3 separate regions of the Mus musculus genome follow, and regions 1 and 3 are each linked to region 2. A link is a contact called in public Hi-C data. All regions are on one chromosome and are shown on one strand. Each heading gives the region's core, a stretch centred on a gene start, on an enhancer-like site or on the middle of the called end of the contact. The rest is flanking DNA. Distances are from core to core; before and after follow the strand shown.

The links. Hi-C and Micro-C count contacts between places; a contact is called where the count stands out from the background.
Region 1: a Hi-C map of liver shows a contact between it and region 2, with 6 times the contacts expected there. The contact joins two enhancer-like sites. A contact is called at or near these places in 1 of 39 promoter capture datasets (hippocampal neurons), 1 of 15 datasets of contacts at CTCF or cohesin (large pre-B cells), 14 of 484 Hi-C or Micro-C datasets (CD8 T cells, Th1 cells, cardiomyocytes and 6 more) and 4 of 115 datasets of contacts at active chromatin or transcription factors (astrocytes, embryonic stem cells, extraembryonic endoderm stem cells and 1 more).
Region 3: a Hi-C map of bone marrow-derived macrophages shows a contact between it and region 2, with 21 read pairs. The contact joins two enhancer-like sites. A contact is called at or near these places in 1 of 484 Hi-C or Micro-C datasets (bone marrow-derived macrophages) and 2 of 115 datasets of contacts at active chromatin or transcription factors (extraembryonic endoderm stem cells and regulatory T cells).

The regions. Positions count from the first base shown.
Region 1 is chr10:119,064,317-119,067,722 of GRCm38.p6, forward strand. It overlaps Gm33861 (a long non-coding RNA gene), which reads right to left. Exons shown (of 4, transcript XR_380851.2): 4 at 3,089-3,392. Among named protein-coding and RNA genes, the nearest start is that of Gm33861, 10 kb to the right of the region's middle. Within about 2 kb of position 1,260, at least 142 of the 459 cell types and tissues checked have an H3K27ac peak or open chromatin away from gene starts, as enhancers often do. A contact at or near this core is called in extraembryonic endoderm stem cells, hepatocytes and liver, where this site is marked.
Region 2 is chr10:118,764,666-118,767,710 of GRCm38.p6, forward strand. All of the region lies in intron 1 of Gm33439 (a long non-coding RNA gene), which reads left to right. Among named protein-coding and RNA genes, the nearest start is that of Gm33439, 19 kb to the left of the region's middle. Within about 2 kb of position 1,371, at least 122 of the 459 cell types and tissues checked have an H3K27ac peak or open chromatin away from gene starts, as enhancers often do. A contact at or near this core is called in bone marrow-derived macrophages, extraembryonic endoderm stem cells, hepatocytes and 2 more, where this site is marked.
Region 3 is chr10:119,039,107-119,042,047 of GRCm38.p6, forward strand. The region is part of intron 3 of Gm33677 (predicted gene, 33677); the gene reads right to left. Among named protein-coding and RNA genes, the nearest start is that of Gm33677, 9.9 kb to the right of the region's middle. Within about 2 kb of position 1,280, at least 40 of the 459 cell types and tissues checked have an H3K27ac peak or open chromatin away from gene starts, as enhancers often do. A contact at or near this core is called in bone marrow-derived macrophages, extraembryonic endoderm stem cells and regulatory T cells, where this site is marked.

The sequences.
Region 1 (3,406 bases), core at 10-2,509, 300 kb after region 2:
AATAGTATGTACACTTCCCCTCCACTTGATAGGCTTATTTTTCCCAAAATCAGCCTGACTTCTTCCTCAACCCCGGCACTTCTGATGACATCATACCACCCAGCTTTTTATCTCGACACGCTGTCATTTCTAATGTTAATTTTAGCAATTTCATCAGTGGCCGTCAAGGAAATCAATATCCCACGTGGGCTAATCCCTGCCCTAGAGAAGAGCAGCTCTGCGACCCATCTTATTTGCTGATAGACTATCACACGAGAGGGTTTAGTCACTGGCTAATGCGATCCACCGCTGCGCTCTGCGTTCTGTCTCTGTGCTGGGCACTGATGGAGCCTGGAAATTAAAGATGAACAAGATGTGTCTTACTCTAAAGTGATTACTGACCCGTGGAGCAAGTTCTAGGCATTGTGGAAATTATTCATGAGGTGGGTAGGGCCAAGACTACCCTAGATCAGGGTGTCTTGAACTGTGGTCCCTCTGCCAACAATGGCACCATGACCTGGAAACTCATCTGATAAGAGCTTCCTTGGGCTCCTCTGACAACCCTGCTGTATTGGAGCTGTTCCTACAAAATTGATTTAGCATCCTTCCAGGGGTGTTGGCTGGGATAAGGGAGAGAAAGAACCTCCGGGTCTACACCACACACTCCCAACCTCTCTCTCCGTCTCCTCCTTCTTCTACAGAACTAGTAACATAGCCAGGGCACATCAGTCCAGAGAGACACTCCCCAAGATAAAGTAAAACACTGTCTTAGCACGTAAGGACCACACCGGACACCCTCTGCCTAGAACCAGAGAGATGCTTCTCGAAGATCAGCCGTGGTTCAGGCCACGCTGATGCGAACCCCTTCAGTGGACAAGAAAGCACGGAGGCTAAGATTGCCACTTTTGCCCCTGCTGCCTCGGAGGAAAACAAGCAATAGTCTCAGCTTGAGAACTCAAAGCGAAGGGACTCTGGGGCCATCGCGGTGTACGGGGGACCAGATCATGGTCTTAGCCCGTGAGTCCCGTGGCCCTGTGACTACTTTAAGTAAATTAAAGCACGCTGCTTTCTTTCTGGAATTCAAGGACAATGGATCCTGCCCATGGCAGACCTTGGCAGACCTCTCAGAACTCCTGGCCACTGGGTTTTTTTGTTTTGTTTTGGGTTTTTTTTTTTTTTTTTGGCTTCTTGCCACGTGTCATTAGTGACCTATTTTCCCTGCTGTGAGCTCAGCCATATCGAAGGCCCCTGAATCAGCAGTTTCTCCTCCACTTTGCTGGCTCCAGGCTGGTGAAACCGACACTAGCGTCACAGAGCATGCCACCTCGTATGCTCTCCCTCCCGTCCTCGGGGGAGGCGGAGAGCACGTGATCCTGATAAAGACGTAGGCTTTGACCTGAGGCTGCCTGGGAGAGCCCAGCTGTCGTGCCTCCTCCAGATAAACCGCTGAACCTGGGATTATTTTAGCTGAATAAGTAATCAGAACTAAAAATAGCCTTAAACTGCCTGGGCTTTGTTTAAACCCTGCCCAGGTGGGAAAGATAAGGTTTTTTGTTTTGTTTTGTTTTTTTAAATATAATCTAATTACAAAAGCATATTTTAAAACACTTTACTCCAAAATGCAAAAACTACTTTTACAACACGCCTATTTGGAATATAGTGCTCAGTTAATCTGGCTCTCTGAAAAAAAGAAAATGCCGTCATTTGAATTGCATACCGAGTTGAGATTACCAGTTGTTAAAAGCAACCAGAAATTGTGCTTAAACCTTCTAGGGATATCTTCAAACATAAATCCACGTGGGAAAATTACCCTTTGCTGCTTTAAAAACCAGCAAAAGCGAGCTTGCTGCCAGGCCTATTAATCTAGAAGCCACGTCCCACTAGAGGGCGCTGTCCTGGTCCGTCCTTCTCAGCCTCAGCGGCTTCCTGCTTTGTCCCTTTGCAGAGTGCTTCTTTTTTTTTTTTTTTTTTTTTTTTTTTTTTTTTTTGTTTTTTTTTGTTTTTTTTTTTTGTTTTTTTTTTTTTTCCATTTTTTATTAGGTATTTAGCTCATTTACATTTCCAATGCTATACCAAAAGTCCCCCTTACCCACCCACCCCCACTCCCCTACCCACCCACTCCCCCCCTTTGGCCCTGGCGTTCCCCTGTACCGGGGCACACAAAGTCTGCGTGTCCAATGGGCCTCTCTTTCCAGTGATGGCCGACTAGGCCATCTTTTGATACATATGCAGCTAGAGTCAAGAGCTCAGGGGTACTGGTTAGTTCATAATGTTGTTCCACCTATAGGGTTGAAGATCCCTTTAGCTCCTTGGGTACTTTCTCTAGCTCCTCCATTGGGAGCCCTGTGATCCATCCATTAGCTGACTGTGAGCATCCACTTCTGTGTTTGCTAGGCCCCGGCATAGTCTCACAAGAGACAGCTACATCTGGGTCCTTTCGATAAAATCTTGCTAGTATATGCAATGGTGTCAGCGTTTGGATGCTGATTATGGGGTGGATCCCTGGCTATGGCAGTCTCTACATGGTCCATCCTTTCATCTCAGCTCCAAACTTTGTTTCTGTAACTCCTTCCATGGGTGTTTTGTTCCCACTTCTAAGGAGGGGCATAGTGTCCACACTTCAGTCTTCATTTTTCTTGAGTTTCATGTGTTTAGGAAATTGTATCTTATATCGTGGGTATCCTAGGTTTTGGGCTAGTATCCACTTATCAGTGAGTACATATTGTGTGAGTTCCTTTGTGATTGTGTTACCTCACTCAGGATGATGCTCTCCAGGTCCATCCATTTGGCTAGGAATTTCATAAATTCATTCTTTTTAATAGCTGAGTAGTACTCCATTGTGTAGATGTACCACATTTTCTGTATCCATTCCTCTGTTGAGGGGCATCTGGGTTCTTTCCAGTTTCTGGCTATTATAAATAAGGCTGCTATGAACATAGTGGAGCATGTGTCCTTCTTACCAGTTGGGGCTTCTTCTGGATATATGCCCAGGAGAGGTATTGCTGGATCCTCCGGTAGTACTATGTCCAATTTTCTGAGGAACCGCCAGACTGATTTCCAGAGTGGTTGTACAAGCCTGCAATCCCACCAACAATGGAGGAGTGTTCCTCTTTCTCCACATCCTCGCCAGCATCTGCTGTCACCTGAATTTTTGATCTTAGCCATTCTCACTGGTGTGAGGCAGGGCTGGGGCGCGTTTCATCGTCACAACAATTCCTTCCTCCCTCTAGAGACACAGCCCCACCCAAGCAGTGCACCTGGCGGCCCCTCTGGGGCTATTTCTTCCTGCTCCGTGTTTTGTTTCTATCTCTTCTTTTCTGGCTCAGAAGTTACAATGAGCACCTACTGAAAGTCATTCAGAGAAGATGGACCAGCTTAGCTAGGAAGCAAATTGACCCTGCTGCGTCTGGATTCTAGGGAAACAGAA
Region 2 (3,045 bases), core at 121-2,620:
GATAAGATAGACAAAAAGATAGATATAGATAAAAAAGAGATATATAGATTAGATATAGATATAATGTGTGTGTGTGTGTGTGTGTGTGTGTGTGCGTGTGTGTGTGTGTGTGCGCGCGCGCGCGCGCGCATTTTAAGGCTGAACATTTGAGTTTGGATAACTATTTAGGGAGTTTATTTGTGGTGAATGCTAGTTCTCTCTCTCTTAACAGTTTTTATTGCCTTTAGCTCTTCATCTTGACCAATGGTCCTCAACTTAAGGGCTTCAACTTTCCTTTGGGCTTTGAACAACCCTTGCACAGGGGTCAAATACCACATATCCTGCACATCAGATATTTACATTACAAGTCATAACAGCAGCAAAACTACCATTAGGAAGTAGCAACGAAAATGGTTTTATGGCCGGGGGTCACCTCAACATAAGGAACTGTATTAAAGGATCGCAGCGTTAAGAAGGTTCAGAAACACTGATTTGCTGGCAGGGATTCTTGCTGGTCCCCACCCACACTGGCATTGGCTTGCATACTGATGCTGCTAGGCAGATCTGCATATCTGGGATTCCACTGTACACTGGTAGGCATGGCGTTTATATATTGCTGGGGATCCAAACTCATCCCATAGTGTGTATGCAATGCAAACACATCACAAAACAATCTCCCCAGCGCCCATGTGATGCAGTCTTATTCTTAACATTCACGACACTCTCTCCTTACTAGATAGATACCTTCAGTAATATTCGAAAGAGCCCTGATGAGGCCGGGGCAATCGTGGTATTTTGTTCACTATGGTGGTTCAGAAACATCAAAACAGCCAGCACCTTCAGTTAAAATTACCAGTCAAGAGAATGGCCTAATTTTAGTTCGTCTGAACAAAGCAACAGAAAGAACTGGGGTTCCAGAAACCAGAGAGAAGACTCTCCCAGAATCCAGAGGGAGATGAACAGCACCTTGGTATCCGTGGCTTCATCACCAAGGAGAGGAGTTACTGCTGACGAACTCCTCTGGGTACACAGCTATGCAGAGACAGAAAACGGAAGCTGAACCGTTGAGGCCCTCATTAGATTGTAGGAGCCACAGAGCTCCTGACTCTAGACTTCATCTCCTATGAGGCCATAAATGTCCTCACTGTTCAACTAGCTGCAAGTTGTGAAAAACACACTAATCAATATCGGCATAGCCCCTAAGTCCTCCTCAGACCGGGGAGGGGGAATGGACCACTCCTAATAAATAACCTCCCTCCTGTGAAGGGGGCCTTAGAGTGTACCCTCTCTATGGGTGAGGGGGACAAAGGCCAGGACGCTTGAGTAACTCACATGAGGTGACGCTGATAGTACTTGATAAGGTTGGAATTTGTACCAGGGAGGGTGTGTGTTTTCCTGTACACACAGGGCAAACTTCAGCCAGTCGTGTCAGGTGCACAGATCACGGTCCAGTCTTAAGCAGAATCTAGGCAAGGGCCTTTTAAGGATAACAGATAGTAAACAGTCTGCACTCAGAAGCGAATGCCTTTCAAAACAGAGTGCCTGTCACAACAAGGAACTTGTGGCCTGCCTAGGGGAAGCCCCTTGTGTGCCTAGGCTGCCACAGCAGTCGTAAAAGGCTGTGTGATTCAGAGACTAATCCCAGGCATATTGAACTCAGGATAAGAACTCAAAACATGACTCTCAAAGTCTATCAGCTAAGGTTATGTGAGGCGACTGACAGCCCTGCCTGCCCTGCTCAGGCCTGGATCTGTTATCAGCCGGTAGCACAGAAGTTCAACTCAAACAGCTAGAAAAACAGAATGTGGTCAAATAAATAAACAGGAGGAGGGAATCTACCGCTACAGGGAACAAGATCTCTGTGATGGCAACATGACTCCCACAACATGCTTTATGTAAAAGAATCTGCTCTCTCTTATCCATGTCCTAAGAAGTTACAGAATCTCTCTTTTCCTTAAATAGGTTGCCATTCTGCTGTAAACTCTTACTGAGAATTTTGCATTTACAACAGAAAATAAATGATTGGGATATGTGAGGACATTTCCCAATCTCTACCTCTAGCAGAGCTCATACTGGTGCTGATATTGGACACTGAGCTATTCTCGATGTGACCCTCCCATGCTTTTCCCTTGGATAGGGATATAAACAATCATGTGGCCACATTCAGGCCCTTGTCTGCTTCTCTCCCCCCATCCCCCACCCCAATGGTCTTAGCTTTCATTTCTAACCCTTTTTGTGTTAGGAAAAAAGCCATTCTCGCTGCTGTGTGTAAGGGAGGTTGGCTGATGGTTATGTACTTGTTAATATGAAGGAGATTGGTCTCACCTTTGCTTCACATATGAGCAGGAGTTCAAGGTCTGCTGCTAACTAGCTGGCCGTTATTGCAGGTGAACTTTGGAACTAGTGTTTAGCACCTAGAAAAATCCGAGAATAGTGTCAGCCTCATGGTGTTAAGAGGCGCACATGAATCAGATAAGATGCGGAATGTAAACACGTATTTTTACAGTTCTAATTCTTGTTCATGCTACTGAAGTATCCCACCCAGAGTTCATTGCAAAGGAAGAGATCCTTGACACACGTCATTTCTTTGCCTCAGCTTCTTCTTGCAGGGGATGAATGAAGCTTGCTATCCAGAACCTGTCTCCTATATGAAGAATATTCTCTGATAATTATTTTTCTAATGGACATGAGCTGCATTTTTCAAAGTGTACCCCACACACACATGCACACACACACACACACACACACACACACACACACACATACACACACATGCACACATGCACAGAGAGAGAGTGAGAGGGAGGGGGAGAGGGGGAGAGGAAGGGGCAGGGAGAAGAAGAAGAAGAAGAAGAAGAAGAAGAGAAGAAGAAGAAGAAGAGGAGGAGGAGGAAGAAGAGGAGGAAGAGGAATAAGAGGAAGAAAGAGGAAGAGGAAGAAGAATTATTTCTATGTTCGGGGGAAATGAGTGAAAAATTCTTTGGCGGAATATTTTCAGAGCATCTTTCCCAGCTCTTGAAGATTCTGCTATTCATGGCAGACTGGCAGCTTCGGAAAGTCTCACTC
Region 3 (2,941 bases), core at 30-2,529, 270 kb after region 2:
CTGCATAGCAATCTAGTCCTGTCCTCCTATCTCCCCTCCCCATCTCAGGTCTCAGACACAAGTCCCACATCTGGTTGGGCGGGCGCCCCTTCCAGGAGCGCAGTCCCTCCCTCTTGCAAGCACTCATTGCTGGCAGCCGGTGCCTCTAAGCTCTTCAGAGGTGAGCCCAGGCAATGGCTGCTCCTTTTTGTTACAGTAGTCGTCAGCAATTCTTGATCTTGGTAGAGATATATCTGTGGGCTAAATCAAAGGACACATAGGGCAGGGTCCCCAGTATTAGCATCTGGCTGACCTACCAAATAAACCAAGACTCCAGGGGCCTTCTGCTTCTGGAAGACTCGAGGCAACAAAGTCTTACCTGTTTGAAACAAATGGTAAGAAGTCTCAAATGAATTGGCACATTGTAGGATTTTGAAGAAGTTTTGATACATTCAAGAAACACTAAAAACACCCACCTGCCCACCCCCTTTCCTGTCTGAACTATGGCTTTGAACTCAGTAGGTAATCATTTTTCTTTAAATAATATTAAAGTCAGTTTAAATGTGACAGGCGTCTTTTCACAAGCACTCCAAGCACCAGCAAGGAATGGATGGACCCGGACAGACCCTTAGGTTCAGTCTTTGCTTGAGGCAGTGAGGCTCTCTAGAAGAGATTCGGCAATGGTAAACCTACTCCCCCACCCTGAGGGAGGGGTTTATAAGTCACCTAAATCAGGACTCCAAAGGTCCTCATAAGTATGGCAGCAAATGCCTAAGATGTGGGGAGGAAGGGAGGTCTCTGAACACTGCGTCCTTTGTCATGCAAGTAGAGCCAACGTTCTGAACAGAAATTGTAGATACTAGCAGACTATCTTTAGAAACAGGAAGTCAGGAACAGCCTATAAATATCTTCCCCTTCCTTCCTGAAGATCACATATACATTTTTTTTTTAAGATCCAGAAAAAACAAACAAACAAAACAAAACAAAAAAGATTTAGAAATAAAGAAAGTGCCTTAGTCTGGCTACTTCCTTTCTAGATTTTTCTAAAACTTTAAAATGTGTTGTGAGGGGAAGAGTACCACTTCAGCTTTTGACTGTTTGTGAGTGTCAGCCCTTTAAAAATGGCTTTCTTCTTTTTAAAACATTTAGTATATTGAGGGAAATCATGACTTGGGGGTTGATAAAAGAGCCCTAGTTACTGCTAGAAAGCAGTGGGGCCCTCAGCTGCGGGGTGTTCAGCAACTCTCCAGCTGGATTAGGCACTGTTGTCTCACCATTGTCCCAGTTGTGTCGGAGTGAGCCTCAGGGACACGTGACATATGCTCTGACCTCAGCCCTTGCTGACACAGACAGTCTTAACAATACCACTCCAACAGACCCACGCCAGGCTGCTCTTCTTTCCAGCTCTAGGTGTGTCTGGTGGGAAAATGATTCAGAGAGGCAGACACAAAATGTCTGTGGGTCCCAGAATCACTGTGAGGAATATTTTCCTAGGATCACCATGGGAGAGAGGGAAGCTGGGAGAATGGTTCAGATACCCATTCTACTTTCAGCCCAGCCCTTCTTCTTTGCCTCAGGAAAGGGCAACTTTTCCTTTCTTTTGTCTCTTTCTTCTAGATGCTAACTCCTCAGCCACTGGTCCTCACCCTCCCTAATGCTGCAACCCTTTAATACAGTTCCTCATGCTGTGGGGACCCCTCACCCCGACCATAAAAATGATTTTCCTTGCTACTTCATAACTGTAATTTTGCTACTGTTATGAATCGTAATGTAATATCAGTGTTGAGTTTGGTCTGTTGTTATGTATTGTAATGCTAAATTCTGTGCCCAAATGTCTGGACCCTAGAGTTGACAAGCTTTTGTTGTGCAAACCTTATTCTTTGATTTAAAACTACTGGTTAAATAAAATTGGTTGAATCCAATTACTGGAGGGATTCAAGGTAGATGGGTTTTGAGTAACCTGGTTGGCAGTGGAGAAGGAGGGGGTGGGGACCAGGAGGAGAAGGAGGAGGGATGAGGGGAGAAGAGGAAGCCTCCAAGAGAAGAGATGGACCGTGAGCATGTGGCCAGGAGAAACAGCAAGTATCTGGGGTTATACCCCTGGGAAGGTAGCCAGGCCAGCAGTCAAAAGAGTAGATTAAGGGTGACCCCCAGTAATTATCAACGCCAAGTAAAATAACCATAGTCGGAGTCTCATTTATTTGTGAGCTAGTTGGGGATAAGCATAACGTGGTTGTACTACACATCTGAAATGCAGCATATCTGACATGTGACCCCTGTGAAAGGGTTGTTAGACACTCCCCCCCCCAAGGGATTTCAACCCATAGATTGAGAGCCACTGCCTTAAGTGTGCCTATGTCTGTGTACATGCTGTGTATAGGTGTGTGAGCACACATGCAAACACACACACACACACACACACACACACACACACACACACACACACCATGGTACTTTGGACTTCCATGCTCTTTCTAAAGCCCCCTCCCACTCAAATGTCAGGCCTTGCCCACCCCCACCTCCTTTTCACCGACATTCTCCAGGCAGCTGCTGGGATTTACAGCTGCCCACCCTGGGGCTTTTTAAAAAACACTAATAACACTAGCCTTGAGCTTCGTTCAATTCTTTCATTGAAACTAAGAACCCCAAGGGGGAACCCTGATTTCCCAATATCATCTAAGAAACACAAAGAACTCCTGAAAACCCCCAGTAACTGTTACAACCATTCTAACACATGAAAGACTTGTACAAATGGCATTTTTACCATTTTCTTGGTTAAAAACTGTCTAGAGAGATGGCTCAGTGGTTTAAAGCACTGACTTCTCTCCCAGAGAACCCAGGTTCAATTCCCAGTGTCGCATGGTGACTTATGATTGCTGTAATTCCGGTTCCAAGGATCTAATGCCTTCTTCTGGCTTCCTTGGGCACTGTAAGCATGTGGTGCACACACAGAAAAAAACAT